Linked DNA regions of Mus musculus: all the other regions are linked to region 1. A link is a contact called in public HiChIP or PLAC-seq and promoter capture Hi-C data. All regions are on one chromosome and are shown on one strand. The core of a region is the stretch at or near the end of the contact, and the rest is flanking DNA. Distances in the headings are between cores, read along the strand shown.

The links. Promoter capture Hi-C pulls out the DNA fragments that hold promoters and counts their contacts. HiChIP or PLAC-seq counts read pairs in DNA pulled down with a chosen protein or histone mark. Capture Hi-C pulls out chosen DNA fragments and counts their contacts.
Region 2: a promoter capture Hi-C map of hippocampal neurons shows a contact between it and region 1, with 7 times the contacts expected there. The contact joins the promoter of Chrd here to the promoter of Trmt2a in region 1. A contact is called at or near these places in 2 of 39 promoter capture datasets (hippocampal neurons and liver) and 2 of 9 other capture datasets (adipose tissue and liver).
Region 3: a contact with region 1 is called in an H3K27ac HiChIP or PLAC-seq map of extraembryonic endoderm stem cells, with 16 times the contacts expected there. The contact joins the promoter of Fam131a here to the promoter of Trmt2a in region 1. A contact is called at or near these places in 7 of 39 promoter capture datasets (the C10 cell line, cranial neural crest, frontonasal cranial neural crest and 4 more), 1 of 484 Hi-C or Micro-C datasets (embryonic stem cells), 6 of 115 datasets of contacts at active chromatin or transcription factors (differentiating embryonic stem cells, embryonic forebrain, embryonic stem cells and 3 more) and 1 of 9 other capture datasets (liver).
Region 4: a promoter capture Hi-C map of liver shows a contact between it and region 1, with 8 times the contacts expected there. The contact joins the promoter of Ece2 here to the promoter of Trmt2a in region 1. A contact is called at or near these places in 7 of 39 promoter capture datasets (cranial neural crest, hippocampal neurons, liver and 3 more), 1 of 115 datasets of contacts at active chromatin or transcription factors (embryonic forebrain) and 2 of 9 other capture datasets (adipose tissue and liver).
Region 5: a promoter capture Hi-C map of adipose tissue shows a contact between it and region 1, with 2.4 times the contacts expected there. The contact joins the promoter of Cebpd here to the promoter of Trmt2a in region 1. A contact is called at or near these places in 1 of 39 promoter capture datasets (liver) and 2 of 9 other capture datasets (adipose tissue and liver).
Region 6: an H3K4me3 HiChIP or PLAC-seq map of pro-B cells shows a contact between it and region 1, with 6 times the contacts expected there. The contact joins the promoter of Dvl3 here to the promoter of Trmt2a in region 1. A contact is called at or near these places in 6 of 39 promoter capture datasets (the C10 cell line, cranial neural crest, frontonasal cranial neural crest and 3 more), 4 of 115 datasets of contacts at active chromatin or transcription factors (astrocytes, embryonic hindbrain, large pre-B cells and 1 more) and 2 of 9 other capture datasets (adipose tissue and liver).
Region 7: a contact with region 1 is called in a promoter capture Hi-C map of pre-B cells, with 13 times the contacts expected there. The contact joins the promoter of Eif2b5 here to the promoter of Trmt2a in region 1. A contact is called at or near these places in 4 of 39 promoter capture datasets (the C10 cell line, hippocampal neurons, liver and 1 more), 2 of 115 datasets of contacts at active chromatin or transcription factors (astrocytes and large pre-B cells) and 2 of 9 other capture datasets (adipose tissue and liver).

What each region holds. Positions count from the first base shown.
Region 1 is chr16:18,247,129-18,250,478 of GRCm38.p6, forward strand. Trmt2a (TRM2 tRNA methyltransferase 2A) reads left to right here and starts at 1,755. Exons shown (of 12, transcript NM_001080999.2): 1 at 1,755-2,123; 2 at 2,358-2,905; 3 at 3,326-3,350. The coding sequence starts at 2,103. It overlaps Ranbp1 (RAN binding protein 1), which reads right to left and starts at 1,566. Exons shown (of 6, transcript NM_011239.2): 1 at 1,420-1,566; 2 at 161-297. The coding sequence starts at 1,434.
Region 2 is chr16:20,731,270-20,734,619 of GRCm38.p6, forward strand. Chrd (chordin) reads left to right here and starts at 1,858. Exons shown (of 23, transcript NM_009893.2): 1 at 1,858-2,026; 2 at 2,262-2,365; 3 at 2,738-2,867; 4 at 3,004-3,132; 5 at 3,218-3,317. The coding sequence starts at 1,879. It also overlaps a transcript of Thpo not described here.
Region 3 is chr16:20,693,306-20,696,655 of GRCm38.p6, forward strand. Fam131a (family with sequence similarity 131, member A) reads left to right here and starts at 1,752. Exons shown (of 6, transcript NM_133778.2): 1 at 1,752-1,872; 2 at 2,434-2,576. The coding sequence starts at 1,785.
Region 4 is chr16:20,628,169-20,631,518 of GRCm38.p6, forward strand. It overlaps Ece2 (endothelin converting enzyme 2), which reads left to right and starts at 1,683. Exons shown (of 19, transcript NM_139293.2): 1 at 1,683-1,879; 2 at 2,184-2,270; 3 at 2,613-2,742; 4 at 2,929-3,144. The coding sequence starts at 1,841. Eef1akmt4-ece2 (Eef1akmt4-Ece2 readthrough) reads left to right here. Exons shown (of 20, transcript NM_177941.1): 3 at 2,184-2,270; 4 at 2,613-2,742; 5 at 2,929-3,144.
Region 5 is chr16:15,885,818-15,889,167 of GRCm38.p6, forward strand. It overlaps Cebpd (CCAAT/enhancer binding protein (C/EBP), delta), which reads left to right and starts at 1,469. Exons shown (of 1, transcript NM_007679.4): 1 at 1,469-3,350. The coding sequence starts at 1,508. The coding sequence ends at 2,314.
Region 6 is chr16:20,515,314-20,518,663 of GRCm38.p6, forward strand. It overlaps Dvl3 (dishevelled segment polarity protein 3), which reads left to right and starts at 1,673. Exons shown (of 15, transcript NM_007889.3): 1 at 1,673-2,042. The coding sequence starts at 1,882. It overlaps Gm16618 (predicted gene, 16618), which reads right to left and starts at 2,467. Exons shown (of 3, transcript NR_167658.1): 1 at 2,326-2,467.
Region 7 is chr16:20,497,093-20,500,442 of GRCm38.p6, forward strand. Eif2b5 (eukaryotic translation initiation factor 2B, subunit 5 epsilon) reads left to right here and starts at 1,725. Exons shown (of 16, transcript NM_172265.2): 1 at 1,725-2,004; 2 at 3,093-3,217. The coding sequence starts at 1,822.

The DNA of each region.
Region 1 (3,350 bases), core at 505-3,004:
GAAATTGAAGAGGTAAACATAAGTGGTCCAACTATGGTTGCTGGGTACTGCAAAATGTGAAAGAAATAGCCTGCAGAGACCTGCTTCCTGTCCACTCTTTTTTCTCTCTGTCTCAGTCAGCCTATCTAAAGATACTTCCAGGACCCCTTAACAGACTTACATCTTAAAAAGTTCCTCTTCATCTTCCTCCAGCGTTTTAATTTCTTGCTCGGGAAGAGAAACTATTGGCTCGAACTGGGGGTCGTGGTTGGACTCATCTGCATTCTCTGTGGAAGTATCATGGTCCTCGTGACTGTCCTGTGTAGAGAAGGTAGAGTGATGTTGCTGGCTGGTGGACTCGGTCCACAATGGGCATCATCAATCACAAATGGCATCTGGAAAATGCCTCCCCAAATTGGAAATTAAGCCTTTGGTTTTATCTTTCACATCATCTGATTGTATTTACAACCAGCATCACAAAAAAAAAAAAAAAAATCACAGGATATCATGAAACAAGACTGTGTATTTTGACACTCCTACACACTCAAACATCAATGGGTTACACACACCCAAGTCCTTGGCAAAGTAGCTTGGGAGAAACTTCCTCTTCTGTTAAAAAAAAAAATACCCACCATGAAAAAGAACATGATATACTCAAAAGGAAGAGCAGCCGTAACAGTTTTTACTGAGGGTTATCCAAGCACTTGTTAGTTTACAATCCCTCCAGCAATAATACCCAAGCTTGAAATTTTAAGCCGAAAGAAGCTAGGAAAAGTATGACAAATAAGCTCTAAGATTCTGACTCAACTTGGAGAATTACAAGGACATGCATGTTTAAATCTGACAAGATCACGTGCTTTGATAATATAGAGAAATCCCAGACTCACTACCTAACTCAACAGGATAAAGAAACAGAAACCTTTCGTTCGGTTTCTCAGCACTGCGGCTAAGCTGCGGCCGACACACGAGCCACCAACAAAGCCGCCCCCGCCCAGAGTCCGCGCGTCTAATATCTGTACCCTGCGCTGGGACGCGAGCTTTCCCCACCGAAGGCGCAATGTCCTAATGAATGAAGGGGTCTGCGTGCAACTGGAAGGAGGATTGCCGCCCCTAATGGGAAGATCACAAGTGGGCCACGACGGAGGAGATCGGCCACCTCCAGGTCCCCAGGTGAAGCCGGGAGCCCAGTTTGGGCATGGCTGTTCATCCGCAGACCACAAGGTCACGCGCCGCCCTGTAGACCCCGAGATCGGAGTCTTGGCCAGCAGCTCCCACTCGCGGACCCCCAAAGACCTCGAGCACCCCAGGCCCAGGCGCCTCGACAGGCCCCGAACCCGCAAGCCAGCGAGGGTTGGAGGCCGAGGCGCGGGCCGCCCACGTGGCCGCCCATAGCGGCCCTTGCCTCTCCGGCTGCCCTGCCCCACCCGGGCCTCGCTGTACCTTGGCGGCCGCCATGGGGGCGCGGCGACGGTGGCTCGACTAGCTCAGGCGTCGCTGGCTCGGCGGCCTCTGGGCGGCTAGTCGCAGCTCCTTTCCTCCGCGTCTGGCGCCGGCGCTCCCGCCCGTCCGCTCTTCCCTCCGCCCCCCGACCCGAACCCTGACCCCTGACCCCAGCGGCGGGAAACGCGCAGTGATTCAAAACCAGTGTAGCTTTATTGGCTCCGACAGCGGACATTCATTGTCCGGCCCGCCCCGCGCTTCCCGCCAAAACGCCCGCGGCGCATGCCCGGCCGCGCCTCAGCCCGGGGAGCGCGCTCTCCCGGCGACCCACGCGCGCACTTCCGCCTGCAGGCTGAGTGCCTCCGACGCTGGCGTGAGCGGCTGCTGGAAGGATCAGTCGGGACTCGGCGCGCGGCGGTGACGTCATCGGAACCAAGCCCTTAGAGAGAGGAGACGCAGCTAGTGTGCGCTGGCCAGCCGAAGGCAGGCGCAGCGTGTGGCCCTTGGGGACAGTGCATCCGCAAACCTCAGTCCCAGCTCTGAGCACCCGAGTTTTGAGTCCCTGTGTGGAGCTGCGGTCTACCTTCACGGCGGCGTACCTCGTATCTGCGCCCTTGTTGGGTGGGAGGCCGAGCCGGTGGTCCTCGTGAGCACCCTGGTCCGGGCAACAGACGAGCCAGGAGATGAGTGAGCCGGCCGCGGAAGTAAAGCAAAGGGAGACGTGCAGGAGATGTGGACGGGGTGGGCGGAGGTGGGTTGGGGCAGCAGTCATTACTGTCGGATCAAAGATAGGATGGGGGAGAATTGGGTCTCGAGAGTAAAAGAACGGGTTTCTCCAGGGCTTCGTGGAGTGTGCACTAATGGAGATCTGTCAGCGGTTTGGGGGAGCGAGTCATACCAATTAGAGCCTTCAGCCAGGCCCGTCTGTTCCCACGTAGGTTCCGGAGCCCATGGAGGACTGCGGCCAGGATGCCAGTGCTGTACCCAGCTCTGCGGCCCCACTATGTCAAAAAGAGGAAGCAGGGCCTGGGCCAGCTGCAGGGCCTGGAACGCAGCCTGGGCTCTACAGCTACATAAGGGATGACTTGTTCACATCAGAAATCTTTAAACTGGAGCTCCAAAATGTACCTCGCCACGCCAGCTTCAGTGACGTCCGGCGTTTTCTAGGCCGTTTTGGTCTACAGTCCCACAAAATCAAACTCTTTGGACAGCCACCATGTGCCTTTGTAACATTCCGAAGCGCTGCTGAACGAGACAAGGCCTTGCGAGTGCTGCACGGTGCTCTCTGGAAAGGCTGTCCGCTCAGCGTACGCCTGGCCCGACCCAAGGCTGACCCCATGGCTAGGAAGAGGCGGCAAGAAGGTGATAGTGAGCCATCAGTAACACAAATTGCCGATGTGGTGACCCCTCTGTGGACAGTGCCCTACACTGAGCAGCTGGAGCAGAAGCGACTGGAATGTGAGCGGGTGCTACAGAAACTGGCCAAGTGAGTGTGGTGCTGACATCCCAAGCAGAGCTGGGTTTTGCTCTTGGCCTGGTCCATTAGCCATGTAAGCAATTCAAGATACACACAGAGTTTATGTCAATGGTTCTGTACCATTGGTGGGAACCAGTGGGTCACCAGACTTTCAGAGGGGTTGCCTAAGACCATCAGAAAACACATTTACATCATGATTCACAACATTAGCAGATTACAACTACAAAATTAAAAAATGTTATGGTCGGGGATCACAACATGATTACAGGATCACAGGCACCATTAGGAAGGTTGAGAACCACCAGTCTGAAGTGGTCAACGAAAGAACTCATAAGGCCCACAACAGAGGGATAGTGAGGTCGCAAATGAATTGCCCAGTATGGATGGGGAACAGTGTTAAATCCAACCATGATGTATTTCATCCTGCAGAGAAATTGGGAACACTAATCGTGCC
Region 2 (3,350 bases), core at 608-3,107, 2.5 Mb after region 1:
CACAACCATCGAGATCTGACTCTCCTGGAGTGTCTGAAGACAGCTACAGTGTACTTACATATAATAAAAATAAATAAATAAAAAAAAACAAAAACAAAAAAAAAAAAAAAGAGCCCAGAGCTGGGCAGTGGTGGCACACTCCTTTAATTCTAGCGCTTGGGAGGCAGAGGCAGGTGGATTTCTGAGTACGAGGCCAGCCTGGTCTACAGAGTGAGTTCCAAAAGATTGAGCCCAGAGCATGTCTTGATTCTCAGCACTTGGGAGGCAGAGGTAGGTGGATCTCAGAGAGTTTAAGGCTAGCCTGGTCTACCTAGTGAGCCAGGGCTGCATAATGAGATCTTATTTAAAACAGACAGACAGACAGACAAACAGACAGACAGACAGATTGACTGGGCTCAGTCTTTCTACTAGGGGTACAGGGACCTGGAGCGCTAAACCCCCTCAGCTCTGTGGGCAAGCCTGCCCTTGATTGCTCAATGATCCTCTTCTAGTCCTACCACTATACATGTGACAAGAGAAATAACCAGGCCCATCTGTCCCTGTCTTAGGAAGGACAGCTGCCGAGCCTCCCCCACAAATACCTCTTTGCTGGCTCCTCTCTTCCTTTGGCCCTGGCTCTAGCTCCTGTGCTTTCTCCCCAGTCCCTGTCTCCCCACAGTCTCTGTCCTCAGGGACCTTGTGGCCTGACCCTGTCCTCTCTCCCTTGTCTTCCTCAGGCTTTCTCTGCGCCTCAGAGAGGATGGGCTATCTACTGAGGCGTATGGCCTGGATCCCGGAATTCTCCAGTTGAATAAGAGATGCCTTCTAAGATTAGGAAGCCTAGTGCTGGGATAGTGGGAAGAACGGTGCGCGCGCGCGCGCGCGCGCGCGCGCGTGTGTGTGTGTGTGTGTGTGTGTGTGTGTGTGTGTGTGTGTGTGTAGGATGGGGAGGCTTGTCTAGAAAAGCAGGACAAAGGAGGTGGGGACTGAGCTGGAGAGGAAGAGGGTCATCTCTTGGATGAAGGAAAAGCATGAGAGAGCCAGAGGTGGTAGTTGGATGGACTTGAGAGCAGGTTGGGGTGCTGGTGAATTATGACTCCACTCAGGGAAGCACTGCTTGATTCTGGGAAGCACAGGCTAGGTTCCTGTCCCTGGGAAGTGAAGAAAGAGGAGAGACCTTAGAAGGGAAATAGGAATACAGCCAGAGTGAAAGGAAGGGGGTGCTGTGGGTCCTAGGTAGGGGTGGATCGGTGTCATTTTCAAAGACAAGTCCTCATCCTCCAGCGGCCCATCTCGTTCAAGAGTGCCACAGGCCCGAGGCTCAGCCTCTGCCCTTCACTAGCCTGAGCCTCTGGTCTTGGGGTGGACACCACCTCCAGGGGTGGTCGCAAGGAGCGTGTGTGGGGGTGTCGAGGCCCGCCTCTCCTCTCCCTCTTTGCGCCCCCTAGTTCCTCCCTTCCCCCTACCCACTCCGCTCCCCCCTCCTCCAGTCCCTCCCTCCTCCCCTGCCGGGTCCCAGCCTGTCCCCCTCCCCCACTCGCGATCCGGCCGCTGCTGCTGGGCCGGACCCCCCGGGCTCAGCCGGGCTCCTTGTGGAGCCGCCGCCGCGCCCCGTTTGCTGAAGAGGAGGCCCCGGGCCCGGACGCCTGGCGCGGGCATAAAACGGGCCAGAGCCGGCGCCTAGGGCACTAAAGTGGAGTACGGCCCGGGTCAGCGCCCCTCCGCCCGCTCTCTCCCGCCCCGCCCGGCCGGGAGCCGACCAGGCGACTGTGAGACGAGCCCCTCGCCACTGCCCCCCTCCTGGCCCCGGCCCCCTCCTGCCGGCCCGCCTCCGGTCCGGCCCTACTCCCTCTCCTGCTCCCTCCTCCCGCCCGCCTCCCCAGCTGTCTGCTCCGCGTCATGCCGAGCCTCCCGGCCCCGCCGGCCCCGCGGCTGCTCCTCGGGCTGCTGCTGCTCGGCTCGCGGCCGGCCAGTGGCACTGGCCCTGAGCCCCCAGCACTGCCCATCCGTTCCGAGAAGGAGCCGCTGCCTGTCCGGGGAGCGGCAGGTAGGTGGGCTCCAGGGGGAGGTGCGGGAGGGGAGTCTGACTCCTGGCAAGTCTACATCCACAGGGAGAGGGCCCCGGGCGCAGGTGGCTTCGCGCAGCGGGAGGGTGGGAGGGGAAAGCAGAGGCGGCGAGGTGCACGGTGCCAAGGGACCATGGGCCTGGCGGGCAGAGCCCGGAGCAGGCATTACGGCACGAGCAACCGGACAGCGGCCGCCAGCCAAGCCCGTCCCCGCAGGCTGCTCCTTCGGCGGGAAGGTCTATGCCTTGGACGAGACGTGGCACCCGGACCTGGGGGAGCCTTTTGGGGTGATGCGCTGCGTGCTGTGCGCCTGTGAAGCGGTGAGTGGATAACGCAGCTGCCTGCCCTACTCTAGAGGGTAGCGGAACGCTGGTGTCCTAAGTAGTAGACTCGGAGATGCTCAGGGGAAGGCTGGTCCGCAAATCGGAGGAAACCGCTTTCAAGTCTGCGGTGTTGACAGTTATTGATCGCCCACAATGTGACTGGCTTTTAGCCAACTTCCCCCCTCCCGTTACAGTATTGCTAGATAAATGACATTATTAGTTCTACTTTGCAGACAGGGACGCCGAGGCTCAGAGAAGTTAAGAAACTTTGGACGGGCCATGTAACTTGTAAATAGCAGAATTGACTGTCTGCAGCCCTGGGGTCTGATGGTTTCATTCCCTTAATTTTCCTATGTTCTCTGCCATCAGCCTCAGTGGGCTCGCCGTGGGAGGGGTCCTGGCAGGGTCAGCTGCAAGAACATCAAACCTCAGTGCCCCACCCTGGCCTGCAGGCAGCCGCGCCAGCTGCCAGGACACTGCTGCCAGACCTGCCCGCAGGGTGAGGCCCGCTGTGCCCGGAGTTAGGAGGGTGGAAGGCTCTACACTAGGTCCTGTACGACTTGCATCGCGGAGGAGGACTGGTCCTCCTGGTACCTTTCTGAAGCCAGCCGTCTTATTCCTTACCCCGGATGCAGAGCGCAGCAATCTAGATCCACAGCCCGCTGGCCTGGTCTTCGAGTATCCAAGGGATCCAGAGCATCGCAGTTACAGTGATCGAGGGGAACCCGGCGTTGGGGAGCGGACCCGTGCTGATGGCCACACAGGTAGGCTGGGGTGGAGGTGGGCCTGATGAAGTTTGAGTCCCGCGGCAAGGCTTGACAGTGCTCAGGCCATCTTCTCTTCTCGAAGACTTTGTGGCGCTGCTGACAGGACCGAGGTCGCAGGCGGTAGCTCGTGCTCGAGTCTCTTTGCTGCGCTCAAGTTTACGCTTCTCTGTCTCCTACCAGCGGTGAGACCGGGAAAAGGGCAAGGACTAGGAGTA
Region 3 (3,350 bases), core at 502-3,001, 2.4 Mb after region 1:
GCAGACGCGCTGCTCCCACCCCCTCCCCTTCTCACAAGCTGTCCCCTCCCTGGTGGTGACCGCGGCCCGACCCTCTGCAAGGCGATGGCCCGGGTCCCGAGCGCGGGCTAGCGTGCCTGGGTGCCTTGCCATGGGCTGTATTGGCTCTCGGCGCTCAGCCGGTCAGGGTAAGAGGTGGAGGCCGGAGCATGGATAGGGAGTCGGGCTACATAGCTGCCAGGTGGGGCCGTGGGTGGTAGGGGCGGTGAGGAGGGGGCTGGTATAAGGAGAGGGAGGAGCCTGCGTCAGGAAGGCGGGTTGGGCCAGAGGAGCGTACGGCGAGGGGGCTAGCCGACTCTGACTTGTTCCTGTGGCCTGCCTGCTACTGGGATTTTCCGTGGTGTACTCACCTTCTGCCTTTTGCCTGTATTCCTGCTGCTGAGAGTGGCTGCGGGGGCACAGCCTGGGAGCCGCAGGCCAACCTGCGGCCCCCACCTTCCCGGGCTCCAGGCAACTAGCCTTTTGTATATACATACTTCATTGCCTACACCTACCTCTCTGATCTCAGTGTCTTAGGAGTGGCTCTTTGCTGTGAACCTGCCTCTCCTACCTGGGTGCTCTCATCCTCAGGAGTCAGTTTGCAAATGCTGGCCAAGTACCCCACCGAACGCTAGTTTTTGCCTAACACTTGCTCAGAGCGTCTCCCAGCTGGTTGATTAAAGGGTCGGAAGCCCCAGGTGGAGCATCTGTGAGCAAATTGATAACCTCTCACGCTCACAGATAATTTTATTCCTATTACCCCCCCCCCAAACAAAACAAAACAAACAAACAAAACAAATCACACTTATTCCGAGCAGAAAAAGTCCAGGTCTTCCTATAGCCGCTGAGCCCTGCTCAGGCCTTCTTTTCCATGAAAACATGTATGTGGTCGGGGGCGGTGGGGTGAGGAGAGAAGCACTTTAGCTCTAGGTCAGCCAGCCTACCTCCTGTGTCAAGGAATTAGTTCGGAATGGGTCCTGGGATCTCCAAGCAGGTGGTCAATCACACAAAGCATTAGTATGGTTGATGTTTGAGGTCTTTTACAAGTAAACTCTGGCTGAAATGTGGACTTCCCTTAAATTCTGGGATTTGTAGTCCCAGAAATAACCTCGTGGGTTATGAATTTAAGAAGTGGCAAGGCAGCCGGGCGTGGTGGCGCACGCCTTTAGTCCCAGCACTCTGGAGGCAGAGGCAGGTGGATTTCTGAGGCCAGCCTGGTCTACAAAGTGAGTTCCAGGACAGCCAGGGCTACACAGAGAAACCCTGTCTCGAAAAAAAAAAAAAAAGAAGAAGTGGCAGGGCGCTCTGACTCCTGGTCTGCACGGAGTTCAGGAAGTCATCCTCTCCTGTAGTCAGGGAAGAGTGTGACTGACCTCAGGACTGGCCTTGAGTACCAGGTAGGCGTCTGGCATAGCCAGTAACCTGTTTTCTTTCTGGTTGGTAGCATTTCTGGGGACCACCAACTGGCTGAGGCCCAGGGACAGAGACGTCTGCTCCAGCTAAAAGGTTAGTTGTGATGTACGTGGCCAGTTGGCACTGTGTAAGCTAAGATGAGCCTCAGCCCCACAAGCCAGAGAACTTGGCGAGGTCCCTGGCACTCCCACTTCCTCAAAGCTATGAGACAGGAGTGTTCTCCTTATGTGACTAGGCATAAGTTCCAAGTGGGGAGGGGACTGGCTCAGCATCCGGAGCCAAAACAAGAATAGAACTGGGAGCTGGGCCTGAAGCAGTTCAGGCTTTGGGCTCTCTGCATCAACACAGCCAGCATGCCTATGATTTCTGTGCTGGGCAAAATGTTTCTGTGGCAGCGCGAAGGGCCTGGAGGACGATGGACTTGTCAGACAAGTCGCAGAGGTGAGAGCAGAGATCATGGATGTGATCTGGGAAGCGATGGGAAACTGAGCAAAAAGGAACACCAGGTGTGGAGAGGAAACTCTCTCTGGTTTAGATATTGGGAAGCAGACTGAAAGGGAGAGACTCGGGTTGGGGCCATTAGGTAATGACTTACAAGGGTGAAACTTAGAAAAATCATGGGTTTGTTGGGAGTGATAGCCCAGTTGAGATTGGTGAGAGGAAAGAATCCTGGGGAGAAGGAGAGTGAGAGGGGGCCAGTGCTGGTGGGCAAATTTCATGCACTTTTCAAGGGTTGAGATGCGGGCGGAGAGGTCAGGGGTTACTCATATTTGGGTATGAGTAACGTAAGTTCTGATGGCAAAATAGTTGTAGAGGAAGGTGTCCTTAGGGATGCCACAGTCAGTTGTGGGATAGGGGGTTTCAGGAGAGTTATGTGCGTGAACTCAGATTGTCTGCGAGATGGGGGAGGGGTAATAAAAAATGACACGGCAGCACGGTGAAAATGGCAGTCTTGGTAGAAGTGGGAATGCAGATGAACACCGTTCCCTCCCGACTCCTCAGTGGCTTCGGACCCTGCCTGGGCTGTGGAGTGGATCGAACTCCCTCGAGGTCTCTCTCTGTCCTCCCTGGGATCTGCTCGAACTCTCCGAGGCTGGAGTCGGTCCCCCCGTCCTTCTTCCGTGGACAGCCAGGACTTGCCAGAGGTGCTGCGCCTTTTCTGTGCATGTTTGGCGGCGGGGGGTGGGGGTGGGGGTGGCGTTCACATTGAGGGTTCGTGTGACCCCTCCCCGTTCCTGCCTCACCATCCTGCTTCGGGCTCTTTTTTCCTGCTAGCGGAGGCGCTATCCGGCAGGCCGCCCCCGCGCCGGTCTGCTCTGCTCGGCGTGGTGCCAGCGGGCTGGCTTGCTAGCGCCTTCGGTGCTGACGTCAGCGCATCCCAGGCCGTATCCCGGGAGACCCTGTTGCATGGTGATGGGTTGCCAGGGAGATATACACCTTTTTCTTTGGGCCAGGGCCGCAGCTGCGCGGAGCGTCGCTGGGCATGGATGGCCCCGGCTGGGGGAAGAGAGGGGAGGGAGGGAGAGCCGGCCAGGAAACACCCGCCAGGTTCCCCTTCCCACAGGCCTGGCCAGAGGCTATCGGCGCCAATCTGGAGGCCCTGTCAGTCAGGTACTGAAGGAGAGGGACGGAGGATGGGCCTGAGGTCAAGGGGCAGGTGGAGGCCGCTTGTGCCAATTGGAACCAACCATAATGGAGGAGAATTAGGTAATGCTGGGAAGGGGGTGTGTGCTTCAGTTATATTCAGCATAGGAAAACATTTGCTGGGGCTTATCAAGGGACCGTTAAGTCAGGTACAGGATGGAGTTAGGAGTCCATATGGATTTAACTCTGACCCTGCCATCTCCTGCTTCCTCCGGAGTACAAGGCAGTCAGTACAGAACATGGGAGGGGCCGTGCGTGAGAATTGAGGGTGTGAA
Region 4 (3,350 bases), core at 433-2,932, 2.4 Mb after region 1:
ATTTACATTTCCAATGCTATACCAAAAGTCCCCCATACCCACCCACCCCCACTCCCCTACCCACCCACTCCCCCTTTTTGGCCCTGGCGTTCCCCTCCAAAATGAGTTTTTTAAGGTCCCAAATAATCTGGAGGTAGAATACCTATTAGCGGGTGCACGGCCCTTGGTTTAATACCCAGTATCTGGAGAAAACCAGATTGACTCACAATACACTCTTTATGTGCAGTTACTGTTCTTTTTAATTACGGAAACACAAGTTGAGCTAGATACCTTTTTTTTTTTTTTTTGCTGTTGTTTGTTTTGAGACAGGGTTTCTCTGTGTACCCTTGGGTCCTCTGAAACTCACTTTGTAGGCCAGGCTGGCCTTGAACTCAGAGATCCAACTGCCTCTGCCTCCCCAGTGCTAGAATTAAAGGAGTGTGCCACCACTGCCTAAATACTACTCTTATTTCCATTTTACAGATGGGGAAACTGAGTCTAAACCCAGAATTGTTCATCCTAACAGTGACACTGTGCTCTGTCTTGTTTGAGAACATGCAATTTGGGGATGGAACAGTTCCTAAGAAAGCAGTCTAGCACTTCTCAGCCAAATCCATTCATCTTGCATCGTTTCTCAGTCTCAAGAATAGCCCACGCTAGCACCACTTGCAATAAGATGTCTGAGAACTTAGGTGTGAATCAATAAATGAGTATCCATTGCCACTCACTACTTAAGGCTGCCTCAGATCACGGTTTGGTATTCTCCTGGTTAGGGAGAGGAAGAGGAGGCAATGCTTTGGTGTCCCCGTTCCCTCCGCAGCACTGTAAAAAACATGAGGCACTCCTTGGCGCAACAGACTGTAACACTCGCCTGCCTGTTTAAGGAATGACAATATGGAAGGCAGATGGTGATGCATGGATACCACACTGTTGCGTTTCAGTTAAATATTGCTTGGTGATTTTTTTTTTCCCTCTTGTAAACCTCCCAAATAAAATCGCTTGCCTTCCTGAGTTGGAAGTGTTAGCATGTCTTTTCTTTAAATATCTGTGCATGGCTGTTTTTTTCCCTGCCAATTTGTCACCATCTGTAACCCTCCCTTTATGAGATGATCCGATGACGGCAATTATCTTGGAGAGTGAAAGTGCCATCTTGAAGCAATGTGTAAGAGCGGCATTAGTGTGAGCTGTGTGTATAGTGCATGCTGCCGTAACACTTGGTATGTGCTTGTGTGTATCCCCAATGACAGTGGGCTTTTCTGTATATACATTGTGAAAATTCAGAATAGTTGCTTTAGAGTTTCTTTGTGCTTGGAGCCTTGTGCTGTTGTAGATATCCTATGGACACCTGTATAGAGGTGAACTGCCTGTGGTTTCCTGCTGTAAAAAAAAAAAAAAAAAAAAAAGACCCTGCAGACATTCTGCTAGGTAAAGGGGTTCCTCTCTGGGACATAACTCCTCTATGGTGTTTAAAAGTATTGAAGGCCTGAAATTTGGAAAGTCCGGGTTAAAAAAAAAAATTAGCAATGATTGGGCCTCAACCAAATGGAAGCAAATTATGGGTGGCTTGCCTGAGGGGCTCTCAGGCTTGATGGAGAGCAGCGGTTGCGCGGAACGTGGTCTGGGCGCGGATGCTGGCGGGGAGCCGCGCGCGCTCCGCCCCTCCCCCTCGCTCCCACCCCCGGGCGCGCCGCTGGGTCGGGGAGACCTGAGAAAGCCGGGCCGCCGCGGCCAAGCCAGGGGCTGCAGCAGTGACTGTGATGGAGGGCAGCGGCGGGGTTCAGCGGGTGGCCTGGGCCGTAGTTCCTGGGCGGGTCAACCTCGCCCAGCCCTAAGGCGCGGCCCGGCCTTGCTCCACTCCACCATGAACGTCGCGCTGCACGAGTTGGGTGGCGGAGGCAGTGTGAGTGATGGCCCTGGACTCCAGGGGAGAGGACCCGGGTGGAGAGGGCACAAAGTGTGGAGGGGCGGGTGTGAGTGAACTGGCAGCGTCTGGCTGGGACCCCGGCTTGCCTCGGTGATGGCGCTTCTTCTGCGGGTTGGAGAGGGATGGTGTCAGAGGGGACCCTAGTCTGAGAGTCTGACACCCGGGGAAGGTCCCTCTGTGCATGAAAGGAGGAAGCCGGTCCAGCGAGGGACACCCGAGCAGGGCCTTGGGCAGAAGGCCTAGCTGCCCAACCTCAGTTGGTGCTCCGAACTGTTTGCAGATGGTGGAGTACAAACGTGCTAAGCTTCGGGATGAAGAATCACCAGAGATTACAGTTGAAGGCAGGGCCACCCGGGACTCACTGGAGGTGGGCAAAGGGGTTCCCCTTTTCTCATCAGGCCTCACCTTTGGCATGATGCCTGCCTGCAGTAACCATGTGGCTGTTCTAGTGGGTCGCTTGTCCTGGTTTCCACTCCATCTCTGGCCTCTGCGCCAGGACTGTAGTGAGGCATTTCAAAGCCATGACGTTGCACAAAACAGGCTCCACCTGCCTCTTTGCTTTTGGGCCCGAAGTTAACCCCCACTCGCTATTTGCTCCATCACTCTGGAAACTGGCTGTACCTTCTTCATATCTTTATTTTCTGGGAGGACTTCTGCGATATTGGGTCCTTGCGATGCAACTCAATTGCGCCTGTCCTGTGTTCCCCAGGTGGGATTCCAGAAGAGGACAAGACAACTGTTTGGTTCACACACACAGTTGGAGCTGGTCTTGGCAGGCCTCATTCTAGTGTTGGCTGCCCTTCTTTTGGGCTGCCTCGTGGCTCTGTGGGTCCACAGAGGTAGGTGGGTTCACACCTGTTGGCAGCCCTCACAGCTAAGGGGGGCCAAAACCTGAAAGTCCTCTCAATATTTTTCTTTTTGGGGCTAGCCTTTCCAACTTCCTGCTGTCATCGGCTTCTCAAAAGGTTTTGCTTCTTCCACCCCGATTGATAGTCTCCTGCCTTCTGCCATGTCTCTTGCCACAGACCCAGCCCATAGCACCTGCGTCACAGAAGCCTGCATTCGAGTAGCTGGAAAAATCCTGGAGTCTCTAGACCGTGGGGTGAGCCCCTGTCAGGACTTTTACCAGTTCTCCTGTGGAGGCTGGATTCGAAGAAACCCTCTACCCAATGGACGTTCTCGCTGGAACACCTTCAACAGCCTCTGGGACCAGAACCAGGCCATACTGAAGCACCTACTTGGTGAGTGAAGACTGTCAATCGAAAGCTTCCTGTCTGACACATGGTCCAGCACTTAGTAGGTACTCAATAAATATTCACAAGTTCAGAATTAGGTGGGTCATTCTGTGAAGCTCTTGAGGGAGGGTATGCAGAGAGCAGGAAAGCTTAGTAACTGGAGGTGGGCTAGATGGGGCAGAATAACAGGGGCTCCTTTGAGGGTATCCACA
Region 5 (3,350 bases), core at 219-2,718, 2.4 Mb before region 1:
GCACTGGTTGGCGGGTTTCTGAATACACAGAGCTTTCAGGTGCGGCCCAATAGTGGCCACGGTAGCCTGTCCTTCTGAGACATTCTAATTGGCCCCGCTGTCTTGTAAACACAACTTTTCATAAACGTAGTGAGTGGACCCAGGTATCAAAACAAGCATGTTGTCTCACTGAAAACAGCCTCGGAATGTGGTCTCTCTGAGGGATAAACACGTGTTCTCTAATCATGCTTCTATGGCATCCAGGGCTAAGAACCACGAACGTCTCCTAGGGTTTTCCTGTGCATGCATATCACATGTGCGCTGGCTTTAACCCCAGAGGCAATTAGTTACAATAGCAACATCATATGCCATTTATAAACATCACTGATCATTATGAAATTCCAAGGCTGTGTTTACCTTTTTTTTCCAAAAAAAGCCATTAAATATTCCACAGCCCCTCATTAGGATTTTCCTCAGGAACTGAAGGTAGGAGCTAGGCTGCTCTGTGTAAATCAGCTGATGTTTGTTGTCAGAACACCTGGTGAATCGGAATGAATTAGGGGAGGGATATGAGGGACACATCTGAATTTGGACAGATGATTTTCTTGACTTTTGCTTGAGACAGGCCATCAGGCACTTGAACTCCTGGGGTTCAACTACCCACCTAGCCTATCAGGTTTGAGTAGCTGGGGTTGAAATTTCTCTTCATCTTTTCACGAATTTTGAAGAGCTGGCAACTTAACACCTCTTTGTGAGTACTGATGTAAATCTTAGCTTTCTCTCAGCAAGCCACAATTTCAGAATAATATCCCTTTTGGGTACAATTTGCAAGAAAAAGAAACAGCAAGATGCTATGCTACCACCAGGTGGCACAGCTTTAATAACCAAGAAGAAATGCCAGAGCACCCAAGATCCGCTGTCAGGTGCGGAGAAACGCACCGCGGTTAGGGTGGCCATCACTCTTCCGTTGGCTTTGTGGTCAGCGGGGAGCCCGGTTGATCTGTCCGTCTATCAGGCTCTGTTGCTGAACCTAACCTCGACGGCAGCTGGGCCTGGGCACTCCGAGAGGTGTAGCTGGAGAGGGTTCGAATTTCAGGAGGCTCCCACTGGCTGCGCTCACTCTGGACCGCCGGAGGCTGAGGCCCGGGTCCGCGAACCACGGTTCACTAGTTCTGGTCTCGTGGCGGAGGTGCCAGGACTCGAGCTGCGGAGCCTTGATCCCTGTTCCGCCTTTGCTATGTCTGAAGGCGTCCTGCTTTGCGCGTGTCGGGGCCAAATCCAGATTTTCATTTCGCTCCAGGCTTGGACGGCTAAGTAGGTCCAAACCGCACAAACAGGAAGGAGGGAAGGCAAGGAGTGCGGGCAGAGGGCGGGTCGTTCCCAGCAGCACCCCAGTCCCTCCCCGCTCCGGTCTCCGACCCACTGGGGCCGGGGCGGGGCGTGCGCGTCAGCTGGGGCTAGAAAAGGCGGCGGTCCGGCCCGGCGAGGTGACAGCCCAACTTGGACGCCAGGTCCGGCCGACGCCGCCATGAGCGCCGCGCTTTTCAGCCTGGACAGCCCGGTGCGCGGCACACCCTGGCCCACAGAACCCGCGGCCTTCTACGAGCCAGGCAGGGTGGACAAGCCCGGCCGAGGGCCCGAGCCAGGGGATCTGGGGGAGCTGGGCTCCACGACTCCTGCCATGTACGACGACGAGAGCGCCATCGACTTCAGCGCCTACATTGACTCCATGGCCGCCGTGCCCACCCTAGAGCTGTGCCACGACGAACTCTTCGCCGACCTCTTCAACAGCAACCACAAAGCGGCCGGCGCGGGCGGCCTGGAGCTGCTGCAGGGCGGCCCTACGCGACCCCCGGGTGTGGGGTCTGTCGCTAGGGGGCCGCTCAAGCGCGAACCCGACTGGGGCGACGGCGACGCGCCGGGCTCCCTGCTGCCGGCGCAAGTGGCGGTGTGCGCGCAGACAGTGGTGAGCTTGGCGGCCGCGGCTCAGCCCACTCCACCCACTTCGCCGGAGCCTCCTCGAGGCAGCCCGGGGCCGAGCCTCGCGCCCGGCACAGTCCGAGAAAAGGGCGCGGGCAAGAGGGGTCCGGACCGCGGCAGCCCGGAGTACCGGCAGCGGCGCGAGCGCAACAACATCGCTGTGCGCAAGAGCCGCGACAAGGCCAAGCGCCGCAACCAGGAGATGCAGCAGAAGCTGGTGGAGTTGTCGGCCGAGAACGAGAAGCTGCATCAGCGCGTGGAGCAGCTCACCCGGGACCTGGCTGGCCTCCGGCAGTTCTTCAAAAAACTGCCCAGCCCGCCTTTCCTGCCGCCCACCGGCGCCGACTGCCGGTAACGCGCGGCGTGGGCCTTTGAGACTCTGAACGACCTATACCTCAGACCCCGACAGCGGGGAGCAGACGCCGCCCGAATCGCTAGTTTCTTTGGGACCTGCGAGCGACAGGAAGCTGCAGCTTGGGCACTGGACTGCGAGAGAAGCTATATTAATCTTTCCCCTTAAATTATTTTTTATAATGGTAGCATTTTCTACGTCTTATTACCATTGCAGCTAAGGTACATTTGTAGAAAAGACATTTCCGACAGACTTTTGTAGATAAGAGGAAGAGACTGCGCATGCTTTTTATATTCATTTTTACAGTATTTGTAAGAATAAAGAAGCATTTAAATCGCTGCAGCTTCCTATGTTCATTCTCTCCCGCACACAACATACTGAGACTTCACCAGGGAAAAGCAAGCACCTGGGAGCCACCCGACCAGGTGCGTTGCCCACACGGGGTAAGGAGATGGACGCGTTTCCTCGCGGTCTCTATTGCCCGCGGAAGGAACACGGGAAAGCATGACTAATTCATGTGTGTGATCCCAGAGTAGGCTGACCTGGGGCGGAGAACAGTTGGCCTAACTTTTAGGTGGTTGCCGAAGGGTGAGGGGGTGGAAGAGAGCTGGGAGTCTGAAACTTGATTCCTCGTTGCCTCTACTTTCCTCAATCTAGGGACAACGTGTAGATTTAAAAATGTGTACCAGTACAAATTAATATCCTAGTATATAAAAAGGGCAGCCCCAAAAGCCAGTAATTGTAATGTTTGCGGGCTTAACCCCCCCCCCCCCCAAAGCTATGTGCCTTTCTACTAAGATACTGGTTGTTCCAACCCCTTCCCTGATCTGCACGGCCTGTTGTACAGAAAACACAAACCCTCCAGGGTCTAAATACATAGCTTTGTTTGTAATTCAAATCCCTGCCCAAAGTGCAGGCTTGTGGACTGCTGTGAGTCTGTGATCTTTGCCCTCTGCAGTTCTTCAGGGTCTCTGACAGGTGGGCAGTGGAGTAAGGTACAGAAATTTCTCTTTTATACAGCTCTCCTCACACCCAACAT
Region 6 (3,350 bases), core at 423-2,922, 2.3 Mb after region 1:
AAATAAGCCAGGCATCACATGCCTGTAACCCCAGCCACTCCAGGAGTGTACAGGCAGGAGAGTAGAAAATTCAGGGTCATCCTGGACTCTGTTTTTAATATTAGGGCGGGAGAAACAGCTCAACAGTTAAGAGGGCTTGCTGTTCCTACAGAGTTTAGTGTCTGGCATCTCAGCAGGTGGATCACAGCTTCCCGAAACTTTTTTTTTTAAGATATATATTGTCACTGTCTTCAGACATCACTGTCTTCAGACATACCAGAAGAGGGCATTAGATCCCATTACAGATGGTTGTTAGCCACCATGTGGTTGCTGGGAATTGAACTCAGGACCTCTGGAAGAGGTCTTAACCACTTAGTTCTCTCTCCAGCTCCTGTGACTCTAATTCCAAGAGACTGACACCCTCTCCTGGTCATCTCAGATACCTATAATCTGTGCAGGGGGTAAAAACAAACCTTGAAAAGTTTTAATGCATTTTATTTATGCACAGACATTATTTGGAGAAAAAGATTAAATGAAGGATATAAACTGAAAACATGTAACTGCTACTGAATGCTTTCTGCTTATAATAAAAAAATTGGTTATGATGTAATGAGAAAAAGTCTAGAGAGGTATATAGATGTCAGATTATTAAGGGCCTTGTGTGTCATGTTGAGGGTATATGAAAGTCATATTGGGTAATGTGAAGAGGTTTCTGGGCAGAAGAGGTGACTGAAATGCAGGCATGTAATCAGAGAGAGAACTCAGAAGCTTGAGGCAGGAGAATTGTCAGGAGTTTCAAAGCCACACCTGACATACATTGTTACAGCTGAGAAGCTGAACCACCAACTGACTATAGGTAGTTTTGACATCTACTGTCCCAATCATACAGGGTTTCTCTGTTTAGCCCTGGCTGTTCTGGAACTTGCTCTGTAGACTGGCTGGCCTCCAACTCAGAGATTTGCCTACCTATCCAGTGTTTGGACTAAAGTAATGTTCCACCACACCTGGCTGCTTGCATTCTTTCTTAACTCAAATTTTTTCTTTTCTCTTTCTTTTGTCCTTTTTTTCCTCTTCTTTTCCTTTCTTTCTTTCTTTCTTTTTCTTCTCTGTATTTCTCCCTCTCTCTAAGAGAGGAGTTCCCTCCATAGTCCTGCTGTCCTGAAGCTCTCTGTAGGCCAGGCTGGCTTAAACTCACTGAAAGACACCTGCCTCTCTCTCCTGAGTGCTGGAATTAAAGGTAAGCGCTACCACACCCACTCAGTCCATTTCTCAAACTACTTGTTCATAGAGACGCTGAGATTATAGGGATAAAAACTTGAACTTGCTCAGCCCTCAAGGAACTCAGTACGGTCCGGTGGCAGCAACTGTGCTGTCAGCAGAATCCAAAAATCCGAGTTGAAGCCACCCGGCATCCAGGGATCCAGTTAGGTCTTCAAATCCATTCTCTTCTGCAGTCGGTGACACTTCTCTTCCATCCCTCCCCTCCTGCCCGGGACCCTGCACACGGTTCCGCCAGTCCCACCGGGCTGAGACTTCCAGGTCCAGCTGCCTGAACCCGGAGCACAGGGGACCCAGCGCCGCCCTGTGGGTGGGCGGGCAGTCGGCCGCAAGCAGCCAGCGCGGCTCGGAGGCGGGGCGGGGCCGCACTGGGCTCGGCCCAGAGCCGGGAGGGCCCAGGCCACCGGAAGAGTCGCGATCGCCAGCGGAGCGCCGGGAGTGGGGAGCGGAAGCGGTGGCGGGCGGCGCTGGGACCCGGGAGCGGCCGGAGAACAAGGGAGCTGGCGGCCCGGCCGGCGGCTGAGTGGGGCTGAGCAGCGGGCCGCGCCGAGCGCCGAGCTCTGCCGGAGAGGCCCGGCCCCGCTGCCCAAGCAGGCCGCGCGCCGCGGGGCCGAGGCCGGAGCCATGGGCGAGACCAAGATCATCTACCACCTGGACGGCCAGGAGACGCCGTACCTGGTGAAGCTGCCCCTGCCCGCCGAGCGCGTCACCTTGGCGGACTTTAAGGGCGTTCTGCAGCGGCCCAGCTATAAGTTCTTCTTCAAGTCTATGGACGACGATTTTGGGTGAGGATGGCCCCCGCCCCGCCTCCCGGGAGCCCGGGTCGCTCCGCTGCTAGGGGCCAACACAGCCAGTTCCGACTCCCCTGACTGCACTGGTTTCTAGCCCCGCTTCCAGCAAGGGAGCGACTCGGTGACTTGGGACACACTTGACTTTGAGGGACTCCCAGTCACCTCTTGGAGGCCTTGCCCCCCTGGTCCAGCGAGACGTCCCTCCCTAAGCAATCGGTTCCTACCATTCAAGCCCCCTCACCTCCCCACGGTCCAGCGGCCCCCCCCAGAGACATACATCCTTTCCACTCCAGTCCAAAGCCAGAATTCTCAGTCCTTCCAGGTGCCACCATTTAAGCATAAAGTTGGAGTATATTGACACCCGGCCTGCCTTCCCGGTCTTCTGAGCTCTGCAACTCAGAGCCTTATTTGGAGTGTGCTGTATCTAGGGCTGTAGCTGGTGGGACTTTGAACTGGAGAAGGAGGCGTTGGGGGCTGTTCTACCAGGCTGGATGATGGACCTGATGTTTGTCAAGCAGATTCCCCTCTCCCCTGGGCCGATGGGGTGTTGCCTGACTCAGAGGAGTTCTCACTAGCCAGGTGCTGGGGCCTTTTCTTTCCTGATGGTAGTCCCAGCAGAGATGTTGCATAGGGCTTCAGAGCCTGGATGGGAAGACTAGGAAGGGCCTATTGATGTTCTCTCTTGTCTTCCCCTCCCTACCCTGCTGCAGGGCTTTTGATGGGCAGTTTGGAAGCTGGGACTGCCCCTTTAAGAGAGGTTGGAATGTTGGAGCCTGAGGGTTTTGTAGCAGCTGGCCTGAGAGGGGGGTGGAGGGGGAAGACACACACACACACACACACACACACACACACACACACCCCTCTCCAAGGGGCTGAGGCTTGCCTACATTAACTGGACGGTCGGCCTAGAGGCTATGGAGAACACACACACACACAAACACCCTACCCCTCCCTGGGCCCTTCAAGGCCTGAAGGTCCCTCTGATGCACTTGCCTGAGGCCTGCACTGTGCTTGCAGCTGAGGCCCCAGAGCTGGGTGAGGGGAGATATCCCACCACCACCCCCAACCCCCCGCCCCCTGTGTACATTAGTCTGGCTTCTCTCCCAAGGCCTGCCCTCCCAGCCCCAGGAGGCAAGCACCTTCTGTCTCCTGCCGGACTTATTTGTCATTTTCTACCCCTGGAACTCAGCATTCGATGAATTCTTAGAAGTGTTTGTGTGTGTGTGTGTTGGAGAGTGGAGAATAGATCTATTACTGATTCTGTTCTTGCCCTGGGATGAGACTCTTGTGTGATAATGATTG
Region 7 (3,350 bases), core at 475-2,974, 2.2 Mb after region 1:
GACTTCGATTTAATTGAAATTTTTTACTAAGCTTTTCCCTCTCTGTACTAACGTTTTCAGAAGCAAACGTTGTCCTCATAGCACCCTCATTAACTGGGCGAAGGAAGAAATGACAGGTTTCTGGGTTCCACAAGGAAGCTAACGAGTAGCGATACACTAGAAACATAGGCTCACCACTCCACCGGAGAACATCTGCGGGGAGGTGGGTGGAAGCAACAGAGGGAGTTGCCGAAACTTGCGGGCTGTGGGATTAGCAGAGGTTCTGTTGCTGATTGGGCAGATTACTTACTGGAATTTTTGGCTTGACAGAATTACGCCCAGCCTGCGTGCCATTGCTTCCTCCGCCTTAAGCTTGATTTATAAACTGCGGCCACGGCTTCTTTTACCAAAACCTGCTGCTCCACTTCAGTCTAGCCTGAAAAGCTTGCTACTACGCCCCAGTCCTACCCAGTTTACTCCTGCTCTTAGATCCAGCCTCATCTGGGATAACGCTTGTGGAACTGAAAGACCCACAACGTGAGGACTCCCCCACGTTCTGACTCAGGAGAGGCGACACCCCAAAATCACCAACGAGAAACGGTCTTGCTGCAAATTGCAAGAGGATTTTTATTCAAGAGCGCTCTCGGGCCCACGGTCATACACCACGCAGGGGTAGAGGACTGTGGCGCCCCGAGTAGCTGGATAAGGGGGTATTTAAAGGAAGGAACCACAACTCAAGGAGGTGGGAAGGGCGTTGTTGGAAAATACCAAAAATACCAGTTAAGAGTCACAAGGAAGTACAGAGTCACAGGTGTCACAAGGAATACCTGGTAATTGTTAACTCTCAAGACAGTTTCTAAGAGCCCCTAACGATAGCACATTTGCATTGCAGGTTCCAGCAATGGTCAGAGTGGGTCAGGGTGACTTTCTTTGAATTAACACTCTTTGAACCCAGGAAGCCGGTGGGTGGAGGAATGTCGCTATCTGTTTTATGATTAGCATACCTTGGAGCACTGAGTTTACTACTCTTTCAGAACCATGGGAGTCAGATGAGCTCCAGCAGCAGTTTTTCCACTCACTAGTTGGGCGTGCTCCCTTGGTTCCGATTTGAGGGTTTAAGAAATGCCTGTCGCTCTAGGTCGTATTTCTGGCAAGGGGGGAGGGAGCACCCATAATAGGTGTGTGTTCAGTAAAAATCTACAGCCTGCCTCCATGTCCAGTATTTGTGCAGATCGTGGTTTCCCTCCCAAAGATGCCAGATCCCCTTAGATTACTAGACTGCAAGTGGGGAGCTTCATTTTATATTTAGATTTATGTGGATGAGTGTTTTCCACAGGCATCCAGTGCCCGGTCGAAAGTGTGTCGGACACCCTGGAATTGCAATTGTGAATAGTTGCTTGCTACCACGTGAGCGCCAGGCGCAGAACGTGGATCCTCTGCAAGAGCAGTAAGTGCTCTTAACTGTTGAGTGATCTCTCCAATCCCTGAGAACTACAAATTTTATCCTACTCTGGGCAGAGGAGCTGTAGGCTCCTGCCCAGCGATCACAAGCCTATCCAGCTCGCTGCCTTCTTAGCTTGTCCAATCCAACAGCACTCACTGACTAAGTAGACAACGGTGGGATCTCACCCCTCTGGGGTGCATACACCTCCCAGTAGCACCTACTGCGGTCAGCCACGCCCTGGTCTTGCACGGGGTGGGTGGGGTCTGCTGGTACACACATGCGCATTCCTTCCTCTTTCTCTCCCTGCAACTACACCTTCGCGTTTTGACTGTGAGTCCTTTTTGTCCCCTACTGCGTGCCGTGTGACTTCCCGGCGGACGTGCTGGCTGCGAAGCAAGATGGCAGCCACTGCGGCGGTGCCTGGCGCTGCGGCCGGCCGAGCGAGCAAACGCGGCGGCGGCGGCTCGGGCGGCGGGGGAACCCAAGGTGCGGAGGAGGAGCCGCCGCCGCCCCTCCAGGCAGTTCTAGTGGCCGATAGCTTCAACCGCCGCTTCTTCCCCATCTCCAAGGACCAGCCTCGGGTGAGCACCCGGCTCGCGAGCAGTCTGCCGGCCTCGAGGGTAGCGGGGCCGCAGGTTGCCACTGCAGCTGGTTAGTGAAGCGTGCTCTGGAAGTTACCCTCAAGTTGAGCTTATCTGGTTAGGAAAAGGTGGAGAGACCGACTGAAACCTCGGAGGCTGTCCGATCAGATGAGTAACTAGCACACATGGATTCTCGCAGGGCTATACACCCAGCCTTGGGAAGGATGGAGAGGGCTGTGTGTAGAATCAATGCTTGAAAGAAGGCTTCCCCGGGGGATTTAGTAGCACAAGAGGGGCCTCCACTGTCTTTAACCTTGCAGGACATGGGCAATTTAAAGAAATTGCTTTAGATAAAGGCAATGGTAATATATTCCTAAAGGAAAAAAGGCTAGCTCTCAGCAGGCTGTTTTCCTCCCATCTGCTGAAAGGGGACCCCAGTGGGTTGCCATCAGTCTAGGAATTACCTAGACATAGGAAATAGGCATTGCGCTTGCAGACTACTGGGTCGCTCAGCAATCCATAGTTCATTCAAATAGGGATTTGCCTTTGACTTAAGAATTCCTAATAGCCGGGCGTGGTGGCGCACGCCTTTAATCCCAGCACTCGGGAGGCAGAGGCAGGCGGATTTCTGAGTTCGAGGCCAGCCTGGTCTACAAAGTGAGGTCCAGGACAGCCAGGACTATACAGAGAAACCCTGTCTCAAAAAACCACAAAAAAAAAAAAAAAAAAAAAAGAATTCCTAAGGCTAACGACTGTTCATTTTTGACAAGTGTTTGAATGATTTCTGTGACTCTTAGTGGCAATAGAACAATAGAAGGAAATTCTATGAAGAAGACCTTAGTGCTTAGAGTTCTAGAGCTATGACTTAGGGCCAACATTTGTCCTTAATGCCAGCACTGGGCTCCTAGAACATGTTTGTGTCTGATACCATGCCTACTAGGCTCAAATTCCAGAGCCTTAGACTGACCCTTAGAGCCTGTTTGCTTTAGAATAAAAGGATAAAGTCGATTATAGTGTCTGCAAACCAAAGTATACCAAAGTATAATCCTGACTTGAAGATCTCAGACTTTTTCTTTCCTGCCCTATAGGTCCTCTTGCCCCTGGCCAACGTTGCGCTAATTGACTATACTCTGGAGTTCCTGACTGCCACGGGTGTACAGGAAACATTTGTCTTTTGCTGCTGGAAAGCTGCTCAGATCAAAGAACACTTACAGTAAGGCTTCATAATTTTTCCTTTCCAGGATTCTCCGTCTTTTTTCAGTTCTTCCAGGATAGAGTTGATGTGAGGAGGAGAACACTGAATCTGTTCTGAGCTCCTGTGAGGTTTAGTGTTCTCGTCACGTGTC